2 separate regions of the Capsicum annuum genome follow, and region 2 is linked to region 1. The links are chromatin contacts, called in public Hi-C maps. All regions are on one chromosome and are shown on one strand. Each heading gives the region's core, a stretch centred on a gene start, on an enhancer-like site or on the middle of the called end of the contact. The rest is flanking DNA. Distances are from core to core; before and after follow the strand shown. Region 1 holds the start of LOC107849024 (probable leucine-rich repeat receptor-like protein kinase At1g35710). Region 2 has its middle 65 kb from the start of LOC107849564.

Region 1 (5,302 bases), core at 1,686-4,185:
GAGCATCTTATGCCATAATTTTGATAAAGTGTCACTCTCCATCAAATTTATAGAGTCACCAAGGATAGATCTTTGAGTCATGTATAAATTAGAATACTTTCTTCCTCAAGTCATAACTAATGCGCCTTTGGTGAGCTTTAATTGCCCATAGAATAAGTCATTATGGTAGTCACTATCATCTAGTTGCCTTATATATCAAGTTTAGATGAATGTCTGGAGCATGATTGACATTTTGAAGGACTAAGATTGCATCAATATTAGTCTTTAAATAAATCATGCCAAAATCAAATACCTTCATCTCACCAGCATTATGCATCTTCAACACTCAAGAGTCAACATGAGTATTAGTTGAAAAGAAGTCTTTCCTTGGTATAACATGAGGTATAGCTCTAGAATCTACTATCAACTAGTATCCTGGGTTACAAAATTGATGACGTTTTTATCACAAACAAAGAGGTCATCTCTGACAACAACAATATTATTTCTGTTATTTCTTCTTTCATTCCTTCTCTAAATCTCTTGCTTCAACTTATTACAGAATCTTTTAATATGTCCGTTATTGCCACAATGATAACATGAATGAATCTCATACCCTGACATTGACTTACTTCTACTTTTACCTTTATTCCTTGAATTTTTTATTTTGTCTTTCCCTCGGTCTTCTATAAATAGAACATCTAAGTGTGAGGATGAACCCAAAGATTTTCTCCTTTCTTCTTCATTCAAAACATCATTCTTGATAAATTTCATAGTCACCTTGCTACCAAGAGCTAATTTTGTTAAAGAAACCTAAAGATTTCCTGTGAATCTGATAGAGTATTAAAAAATAAAAGTCCTTAAATCTTATCATCGAAATTAACAATCATTCCAACCATCTGATCAAGAAACCTTGAAAATAATTTATATGATCAAGAATAGTTCTACGTTTCTTGTATTTAAAGGTCATCAATTACTTTAGCAAGAATAACTTGTTACTACCAGTTTTTGAAGCATAAAGTGTCTTCAACTTTTTTCACAGTGTTCTAGCATATATCTTATTCACAATGTGATTGCGAACATTGTCCTCAACCCATTACCTAACATATCCACATATTTGTTTGTTCTCAAAATCTCAATTTTTCATCAGTTATATTCTCGAGTTTGTGAGCAGCCAAAATGAACAGATGCATCTTTATTACAAATAGAAGATCTTTCATTTTTCTCTTCTATATGTTGTAATTGCCTCCATATAAACATACCACCTTGATCATATTTGTCTCCATCTAAAATGTTTTTTATATATAACCAAGGTCTGATACCACTTGTTATGAAGGAAGAAGGTAAATATGAAAATAAAGAAAGTAAAGAAGACCAAATATAACGTGAAAAAATCCTTCAAATCAAAGGTAACAATCACAGAGATTCAAATTGCTCCATTATATCAATAAGGGGTTACAAATATTCTCCAAAATAGCTACATAACAAGAGCCAAACACGGAGATCCACTGGTGACACCAACAAAAATAAATCAAAAGAAATAACCTAAAACAAAGATGATGTTTGGGACTCAAAACCAGATGTTGCTGAACTCCAAATTCAATCTCCACCATTCAAAAACCAAGTTGTTTGGAACACTCAATCAAAGCTTCAGCCTGATTCAATGGTGAATGAGATGACAAACACAATCTGAAGATGTCTAGTTGGAGAGAAAAAATTGCAGCAAAAAAACTATCTTTCTATTTTCTCTCTTTGATGAAAGCTCTCTCAAAAGACCTCTCTTATGTGCTGATGTCTCTCAAAGAAAAGTACCAATGAGCATGAATAATTTCCCCTCAAACAGTCTTATATTTATAGATGATGGATGCTGCTTTTTACTAAAGTCAAACCAACTCTAAATAGGAATAGAAATTTGAATCCTTTTCCAAGTAGGATTGGAATTCAAAAGAGAATATGATTAGGCCATGGACCTTTGATTGGAACCTGGGCATCGCCCACACAAGATTTATTGGTTGAATTCAAAAAGTTATTCTACAACTAAAAGGGAAAATCTATGACCAATGTAAAAATAAAATGGTGCAAGTCAAAAAGTTATTCTTGACGAGTGATAAAATTGACAGTTGCAGAAAACTCAATCCTTGATTGATACGACCAGCAATCAATAATTGATCATAATCCCATTTATACGCTTAAATCAACAACCAATAAAATATGTCATACTATAATGATGAATGATTGACAGCTCGTAGAACATTAAAATACGCGTTAGCAATTCTTTCATATTTTCTTAAAGAATCTAAAATATGTATCCAGTGTAGTGAGTTAAGTTGTCTCATGGGTGCTATCTTTGTTAATTTATCGATTATGACGGTCTAATATATCGAAATGTAATGGTCCTGGTCTATGTTGTTCGGACTCTTTAAAAAATAGGGATCGGTGCATGTCAGATTCTTCAAAAGTAGTACATTTTTCAAGAATCCAACACAAATTTGACATCAGTTTTGAAAGTCGGAGTAACATAGGTCCAGGTTCAGCTGTTCAGTTTGATTAAGTTGTGTGATGTTCTGCAATATGTCGATAAGTAAGATTGATTGAAATTAGTTAGTTGCAATTAAGATGGTTGCTTAGTGGGATGAACCTATGGAAATACCTTTTGCTTCAACTTTTTGGAAGTCTTTCTTTTTGTAACATTTTTCCCATTATGCTTGTCTTAACACATTATATATAATAACATAAACTAACTTCTCGAGAAGGAAAAGTATTATAAGTTAAGTGGATGACTTATAATCTAAAACATATCCTTTTGACTCATAAAACAAAAATTCTTACAAAGAAGAAGATTTTGAAATTAGTAAAAAAAAATTGCTAAATGTTAATCTTTTGACCTATAAATAGTTGTTTTTACTGATCTGATATGACAAACAAACATCTAGTCTTAGTAAAGTAGCACTTCTTACCTATGTTGAATACTTTTCCTTTTCCACATACGCTAATAATTTTGATTTTTTTTGTGTTTCCTCTCGTTTCTGCCAATTACTATTATGATACTAGTACTGCTGGAACATCTTCATCAAGTGCAAATGTAGTTGCCCTTTTAATCTGGAAGGCAAGCCTTGAAAGTAAAAGCCAATTAGTTCTTTCTTCTTGGAAGAATACCAGCGCTAGTCCTTGCCATTGGGACTTTATTCATTGCGACAGCCCTGGAATGGTAACTGAGATGAATATGCCAAACAATAGCATAAGTGGTATCCTTCAGAATCTATATTTCTCTTCATTTTCCAATCTCCGCAAAATCAACTTGTCGAACAAATCACTCTATGGTACTCTTCCTGCTAACATATTCAATCTTTTAAAGTTGAGTTACCTTGATTTGGGCTATAATGATTTCTCAGGAATGATTCCACCTGAAATAGGCTTCTTGAAAAATCTTGAGTACCTTTTGATTGACCATACTCGTTTTAGTGGCTTTCTGCCCCAGGAGTTAGGAATGCTAGAGTCTCTTCTTATACTTAGAGTACAAGCAACCAATCTTACAGGCACAATCTCTGCCGCTATTGGTAACTTGAGCAGCTAGAGTATTTTATACCTTGATTACAACAAATTCTCTGGGCATATTCCGCAAGAAATAGGGATGCTGTGATCCCTAAAAGGCCTCTTTCTTTCAAGAAACGCGTTAATTGGCTCTATTCCCACACCTTTTGGTAACTTGACCAGCTTAGAGTCCCTGTATCTTCATACCAACTTACTTTCAGGGCCGATAGCTTGGGAAATTTGGTCTCTGACTCATTTGATGGATGTTGATCTCAGAATTAACAGTCTTGCTGGTCAAATACCAAGTTCTATTGGAAATTTCAGCAAGTTGTTCTCTTTGATTCTTTCCAAAACAGTCTCACAGGTGAAATACCCGCGTCAATTGGAGACTCAGGAAACCTGCTCTTTCTATCCTTGTGTGGTAACAGGCTGTCAGGATCCATTCCTTCATCCATTGGTAACTTGACTAAGCTCAACACGCTATATTTATATGAAAATAGATTCTATGGTCCCATTCCTTCAAGCTTTGGAAACTTAAAATCACTTGCGGATATGAGATTGTTTAGCAATAAACTCAATGGGTCCCTTCCAGTAGAGTTGGAAAACATTTCAAACTGGAAGATGTTTTTACTTAGCCAATAAAAATCTCACTGGTCATTTGCCAAATAATGTTTGTCTTGGTGGGTTTCTGACAGAAATATCTATGCAAAATAATCGGTTCATTGGTGGCATCCTGAGAAGCTTGAAAAACTGCACCAAGTTATCCAGGGTCAGACTTGATAACAATAAGCTATCAGGAAAAATATCAAAAGCTTTTGTTATATATCCAAATCTGGATTACATTGATTTAGGTCATAATGAGCTTTATGGAGAGTTGTCATCACAATAGGGCCTTTGTAGTAAAATAACTTGTTTGAAGGTGTCTAACAGTAATTTATTTGGATCAATTCCATTTGAGATTGGAAATGCATCTTATCTACAGCTGCTTGATCTCTCCTCCAATCATTTCAGTGGCAAGATCCCTAGAAGCTTGGATAGCCTAAAGCTACTTTTTGAGCTTGATTGTTCTGGTAACGAACTTTCAGGTGATATTCCATCACAACTTGGGATGCTTTCTGCACTTCCAAAACTTAATTTGGCAGAAAATCATCTCAGTGGTATAATTCTTGAACATATTGGGCATCTTGTGCAGCTACTGGGCTTGAATTTAAGCAAAAACATGCTGAAAGAAAATATTCCTTCCAACTTTAGGAGCTTACGCTTCTTACAGAATATGGATCTTAGTCAGAACATGCTGAATGGTGAGATACCATGGCAATTGGGATGATTACAAAGCTTGGAGGCAATGAATCTTTCTCATAATAAGTTCATTGGTTCAATCCCATCAAGTTTCAATCAGTGCATTAGTTTGAGTTTTGTTGACATATCTAACTATCAATTGATCGGCTGTCTTCCTAACAACTTGGCATTTCAGAAGGCGTCTCTTGAGGAATTAAGAGGCAATAAAGGCTTGTGTGGCCATCTAATTGTCTTGGAACCTTGCTCTTCATCTAAAATCACCTACAAAAGAATAAAAATCTCAATGATTTTTATATTTTTGGTGGTGTCCTTTTGATGGTGATCATTTCTCTTCTTTTTGCCATATCTCAAAAAAGAAGGAACCAAATTGAGCAACGAGAACAAACGAAGGATCTCTTTGCTATTAGGAGCTTTGATGGGAAGATGACCTATTAGAGTATCATCATAGAAATAGAGGGCTTTAACAGAAAATATTGCATTGGAAATGGAGGACAGG
Region 2 (5,302 bases), core at 1,464-3,963, 270 kb after region 1:
ACTTCTGTAAATGATCCTTTGATTCCTTCAACTCGGTTGGGGACATCCTATAAGGGGGATGGAAATGGGTTTGGTGTCTGACTCATCATCAATAGAGAAATCAATATCACAATCCATACGCCTATCAAGAAAATCCGTAGAAAACACATCCGTAAACTTACGAATAATACAGACAAAATCAAAGTAAGGAGGCAAAACAACACAGGTGTCACAAATATGAGCCAAGTAAGATAAATATTTTCTCTCAACCAATTTAAGGGCACAAACATAAGATATAATCTTCTTAGGACCCGAATGAAGTGCACCCTTCAAAGCTATCCTCAGCATTTCCGGTGAAGCTAAAGTCACAGTCTTAGAAAAATATCTAAGATAACATGATAAGGAGCCAATCAATCCATACCGAAAATAACATTGAAGTCAACCATATCTAACACAATTAAACCACCCAAGTCTAACTGCCACAAAAAGTCACGACACAAGATCAGTACACCCGATCCACCACTAAAGAATATCCTACAGGGGTAAATACTAGAATAGGCATGACAAGAGGCTCACTAACAGAATCAAAACCCAAAGTAAAATATGCAGATGCATAGGAGAAAGTTGATCCAAGGTCAACTGACATCGATACAAATATGAAACAAACGGGGATGATACTTGAGATCACAACATCTGAAGTCTCTGCCTTAGGTTTGGTTGGTATAGCATAACACTGTCCATGACCACAAACTCCCCGAGTGGCCCCACAACCACCACTGGGGGCTCCACTGCCTCCACCTCTCACTTCTATAGAAGTACCCCTACCCCTTACAATTGAAATATGAATAGCCTTAATCACACGATGGGGACAATTCCTTGCCACATGCTAATCACATCGCACACATAACAAGTCCTATGGGCCGCATCGACAAGAAAGGTACCACTGGTCCCAAATGGCTACCCTGCACTGCTGAACGCAAAGATCCACATTTGAACTCTGTAAGGCCGTCTGTACTGTCTTACCTTGATATCCATGAGAACCTCTAAAATCTCTATCATAGGAAAACTGACCTCTGAACTCACCAAAATGGTGCACCTTCTTGGATCCACCTTGAGATACTCAACGAATACCCTCTGTCATCTGACATCAAAATAAAACCAACGACACCCATATTGACTACTTTTGGTTTGGGGTTAAAATGGACCCCAAAATGAATTTTCAAAAAAGAAGGGAAATTACAACTATACTTCAAAAACGTGTTTCCAATATTTTTAGGAATCTATAGCTGAAAACCCAAATCAAATCGAGTAAAAAATGAGGTTCAAATCGAAGATAAATTATTTTGAAGCTTTACCGGGTAAAATTTTTGAATCCGGATTAAAATCAAGAATCAGAGTTGTTTTGAAGGTTAAATTGATGAAAAAGTAGTAATTATAAAATAAAAACATTATTGAAGTGAGAAGGAGTGAAATTGAGATTTAAAATCAAGCACTAAGATTTTTGAGGTTTTGAGAGATTAATCAAGAAATTACTAAGAAAAGTGTTAAATTCTTACCTTAAATCCGTAATAGAATCAAGAAATAAATGTTAATCTAGCTTCCTAAGCTTCCACAAGTTTCACTTTTAAGCTCCCACACTATTTTAGGGTTTAATTCTCAAGAGGCAAGATGAAAAAAAAAAGGACCAAAATGACCCAAAAACTGCTTTCATAGTGTAGAAAAATTTGCACCAACTGAAGAAAAAAAATATTTTTTTAAAGTCCAATTCGGACTTTGATAAGGTGTCCAAGATTCGTTTGGAGTATGATATATGCAAACAAACTATGTAACCACACTAAATTTGACGCTCCGAGATCAATGGCGATATCAGATTTTTAAAGAAACATCATTTTCACTAAGTTGACTCTCAAAATTCGAAATCGTAATTCTTCAAAAAGAGGGTCAAAATGAGATTTAAAAGTCGTAAAGTCACACCAAATAAGTTATCACCCTAAAATTGATGTTCCATATCTGCTGGCAAAGTTGGATTCTCCATTCGAGGTCGTTTCGACTAAATGTAGATCTCACACCAATATTTTTAATTTTTTAACTTTTCAATCAATAGGTCGAAATAAGCTTGGGTGCACTGAAACCCAAACCAGAGGTCTACTGTTGACACCTAATTTTTGACCACCACGATTGAGTTGAATTTCGAATTTCTTCGATTTCAAATAAAATTACAACATTTATTTTAGCCGGATAAAATTTTTTCAAAGTATTTATCTAGATAATTTTGTCTTTTAAGTAGCGATTATATACTATCGTATTCATATATATGAAATTATATAATTTTGATACTTAAATAATTATTTTACAGAAAATTGGATTTTAATCAAGGGTCATCTTGAAAATTACTTCAAAAGGTTAAAATCTTGATTTAAATATAATTTGTTCTTAAAAGAATAACTTTTTTTGAAAATATGTGTTTGATTTTTTTAAATCAAGAAACTCGGGATCAAACTGATTGTTAATTTGTTTTGAATTTTGATTTAATTTGATTGATTCACTGAATATGGCCACAATTAAAATTAGTTAGACCACAATTGTAATACAATTGAAAAAATAATTTTCAAGTCGGCTAGGTTTTAAATTGAAATTGACTGAATTAAAAATACCTATCCCCCTTCCTATTTAATTAATCACCAACCCATTCCCATAACAACAGCCTAAAAACAACAATACCCAGCATGCATCGGTATCCCAAGATATGCCAAAATCAACCCGGTCCATCCCACTAATATTTCCCCTTCTTCGTTATATGCGGATAACAACCTTCAACAAACAAAAACAATGTACAACTCCCAACAGGGACCAACTTCAACAACATTCAACAACAAGAGAAAACCCATAACATAACCGACAACAACATCAACGGAGTGCAAACTGTAAAACACCCAATAACGGCCAAACTCCATCCCAGCCATTTCAACACCCAAATGACGTTCAACAATAACAACAATCAACAACATTACACGGCAGAGCCCTAGCCACCCTCTTTTACCGATTTACCCTTCCTCACAACCGAGAATGGCTAGGGTCTCATCCATTTTTCCCTTTCTCAGCTTATGCTCAGTCATTTCCGGCAATACCACAATGGATACCTCCTTTCCCTTTCTCTCCCCACTGATATTCCAGTACCAAGGCCATTGATGGCCTTTGTTTTACAATGGACCTCGTTTGTCCTAGAAAATCAATTCCAAAAATTTGGATTTGAAATCCGTTATTTCAAATCCGAAAAACCTAATATTTTTTCCCCAAAATTTCCTTATAAATAAATAGTGAGGTATAGAGCGAAAAAGGGGAATTTTTGGGAAAAAACTTGGAGGTTCGGGAGGCACATGCTTCTAACCTCACGCAATCAAAATTCTCAAAGAACACACTCCAAAAATCATTTCCAATGAAAAGTTAAAACTACGGCTAGTCAAGATTGAAACTCCGGTGGAAATGACACAAATCCCAGTGGAATTTCATTTTCTTGAAGCTCGTTCTGTCTCGGTTACTGCCGAAAATAGGTGAAAATTTCACCCATTTTGCACTGTTATTTTCTCTATTTACGATAAGAAAAGACGAGAATCTCGTTAAATGTGATTATGAAAATGGTCTTGTTTAGATATGTGTTCAATTTTGCAAGAATGCTATGTGTAATTTGTGCTTTATTTATCCTAATATTAATTTGTGGATTATCATAGTTCTAGTGGAAAAAAATTATTAGAGAAAGTTGAACAGTTAATTTGATTGAAAAACGTATCACATTTGAATTGTGATAACATCGACCGATGACACTTTGGATGAAACTTGTTCGTATTCAAAACCAACTTACTCTAAGGAAACAAGTGCTTTGCAAGAAACTCTTCAAAGTTGTGTTAATGATATTACTAGTGGTATGAGGCTCAAAATTCTTAGATGTATAGAAAATGTCATATATATTGAGCTGAACAGTGTGTAATAATTAAAGCTAGTTTTTGTCTATCGATGGAAAGCTATGAGTTTTTTTTTTCCTGAATTTATGCGCATGTTCGTTGTTGTCTTGGACGCCTGATGTAGAATTTTACCCGTTAGCAGTTTCCATTTATTTTTTTTTGTTAAGAATCGATTAATGAATGGATTCAAGTTCGTTTGCTGCGGTAAGGTGAAGGATCCAGCAAGGCCTCTATTTTGTTTAAGTTCTGTTTTTCACAACATTAGCCATAATGCCTTCTTTAAAGCTAACCATCTGATTGTTTTGTTTGTTCATAAGGTTTAAAAGGACTTTGAACTAGATTATGGTGCCTTTTATTTTCGTCAACCAATTTGTGTAATCTATCCGAAATAAGTATTTAAGTCTATACGGAGCTAAATGTTTAATCTAATCTTTGGCTAAGGGAAATGTGTTGCTTGTGTCTGGTGCGGTTACCTCTGCATAATATGTTTTTTCACAATTTGTTTGCTTGTTCATTGGTGCATTATTTGGAGTGTTGAAATTTTAAGAACCGCATGTATTATTATTATGCATAAAATTGTTACAATTCTGTGTAATAGATGTAAAATGTTACGGAGATGAATTTGTTAGAAAAAAATGAATCATATATTCTCCTCTATTTATGCACTAGTGTATGGGAATAGCCATGCTATGTTGGGAGAATTTATTTGGTATCAAATCTTATATCATATTTAACTAATTCTTATCTCATATTTTATATGCATGAAATCCAATAATCTCGCGTCGTTCCCTCTTGCATATATGTTGAGATAACCCTCGTTAAAGTCCGAAAATGGAGTGAATTACATCAACAGGCATTGGTATACAATCTGGTATAGACTTGTATAGAGTGGATATACATTGGGATAGCTGCAGCTGAACATACCACATGGTCCACGTAAAAAAAGTGGAAGTAGAGCGCGATTTATACATTGATATACAGAGTATACGCGGTAGTAATACCCAAAACACAAGGAAAAGGGGCTGTGATATACAACTGGTAGACGTGCAGGGAAATGGGCTTAAAGTCCATAAAATTGCAAGCCCAAAGACTGGGCAGCTTACTGATGGGACAAAATAGGCCCAACTCCAATTTTAATCTTTTATTCTCATATAAATTGCAACTTATACTTATTTATTCGTATTAGCACTAACTTTAATTAATTAACCTAGTGTTTCCCCATGTTGTTGCTATTTTATTTTCTATCGATTGTCGTATTTGATTCACAATTTTCTCACTTAATTTATCTCGTCTAGATGGATTAAAGTGGTTCTTTATTTTTTTTTCCTAAAATTAGTTTTAAAAGTTGAGTCTTTTATTTTAAA

What was found. Hi-C and Micro-C count contacts between places; a contact is called where the count stands out from the background.
Region 2: a Hi-C map of leaf shows a contact between it and region 1, with 2.3 times the contacts expected there. The contact joins the enhancer-like site here to the promoter of LOC107849024 in region 1. A contact is called at or near these places in 2 of 5 Hi-C or Micro-C datasets (leaf and placenta).

Annotation. Positions count from the first base shown.
Region 1 is chr12:88,378,845-88,384,146 of UCD10Xv1.1, forward strand. LOC107849024 (probable leucine-rich repeat receptor-like protein kinase At1g35710) reads left to right here and starts at 2,936. Exons shown (of 3, transcript XM_016693707.2): 1 at 2,936-3,533; 2 at 3,729-3,964; 3 at 4,490-4,834. The coding sequence starts at 2,936. The coding sequence ends at 4,834. LOC107849025 (MDIS1-interacting receptor like kinase 2-like) reads left to right here and starts at 5,291. Exons shown (of 4, transcript XM_016693708.2): 1 at 5,291-5,302. The coding sequence starts at 5,291.
Region 2 is chr12:88,645,503-88,650,804 of UCD10Xv1.1, forward strand. No RefSeq gene overlaps it. Among protein-coding and RNA genes, the nearest start is that of LOC107849564, 65 kb to the left of the region's middle. Within about 2 kb of position 2,714, at least 5 of the 5 cell types and tissues checked have an H3K27ac peak or open chromatin away from gene starts, as enhancers often do. A contact at or near this core is called in leaf, where this site is marked.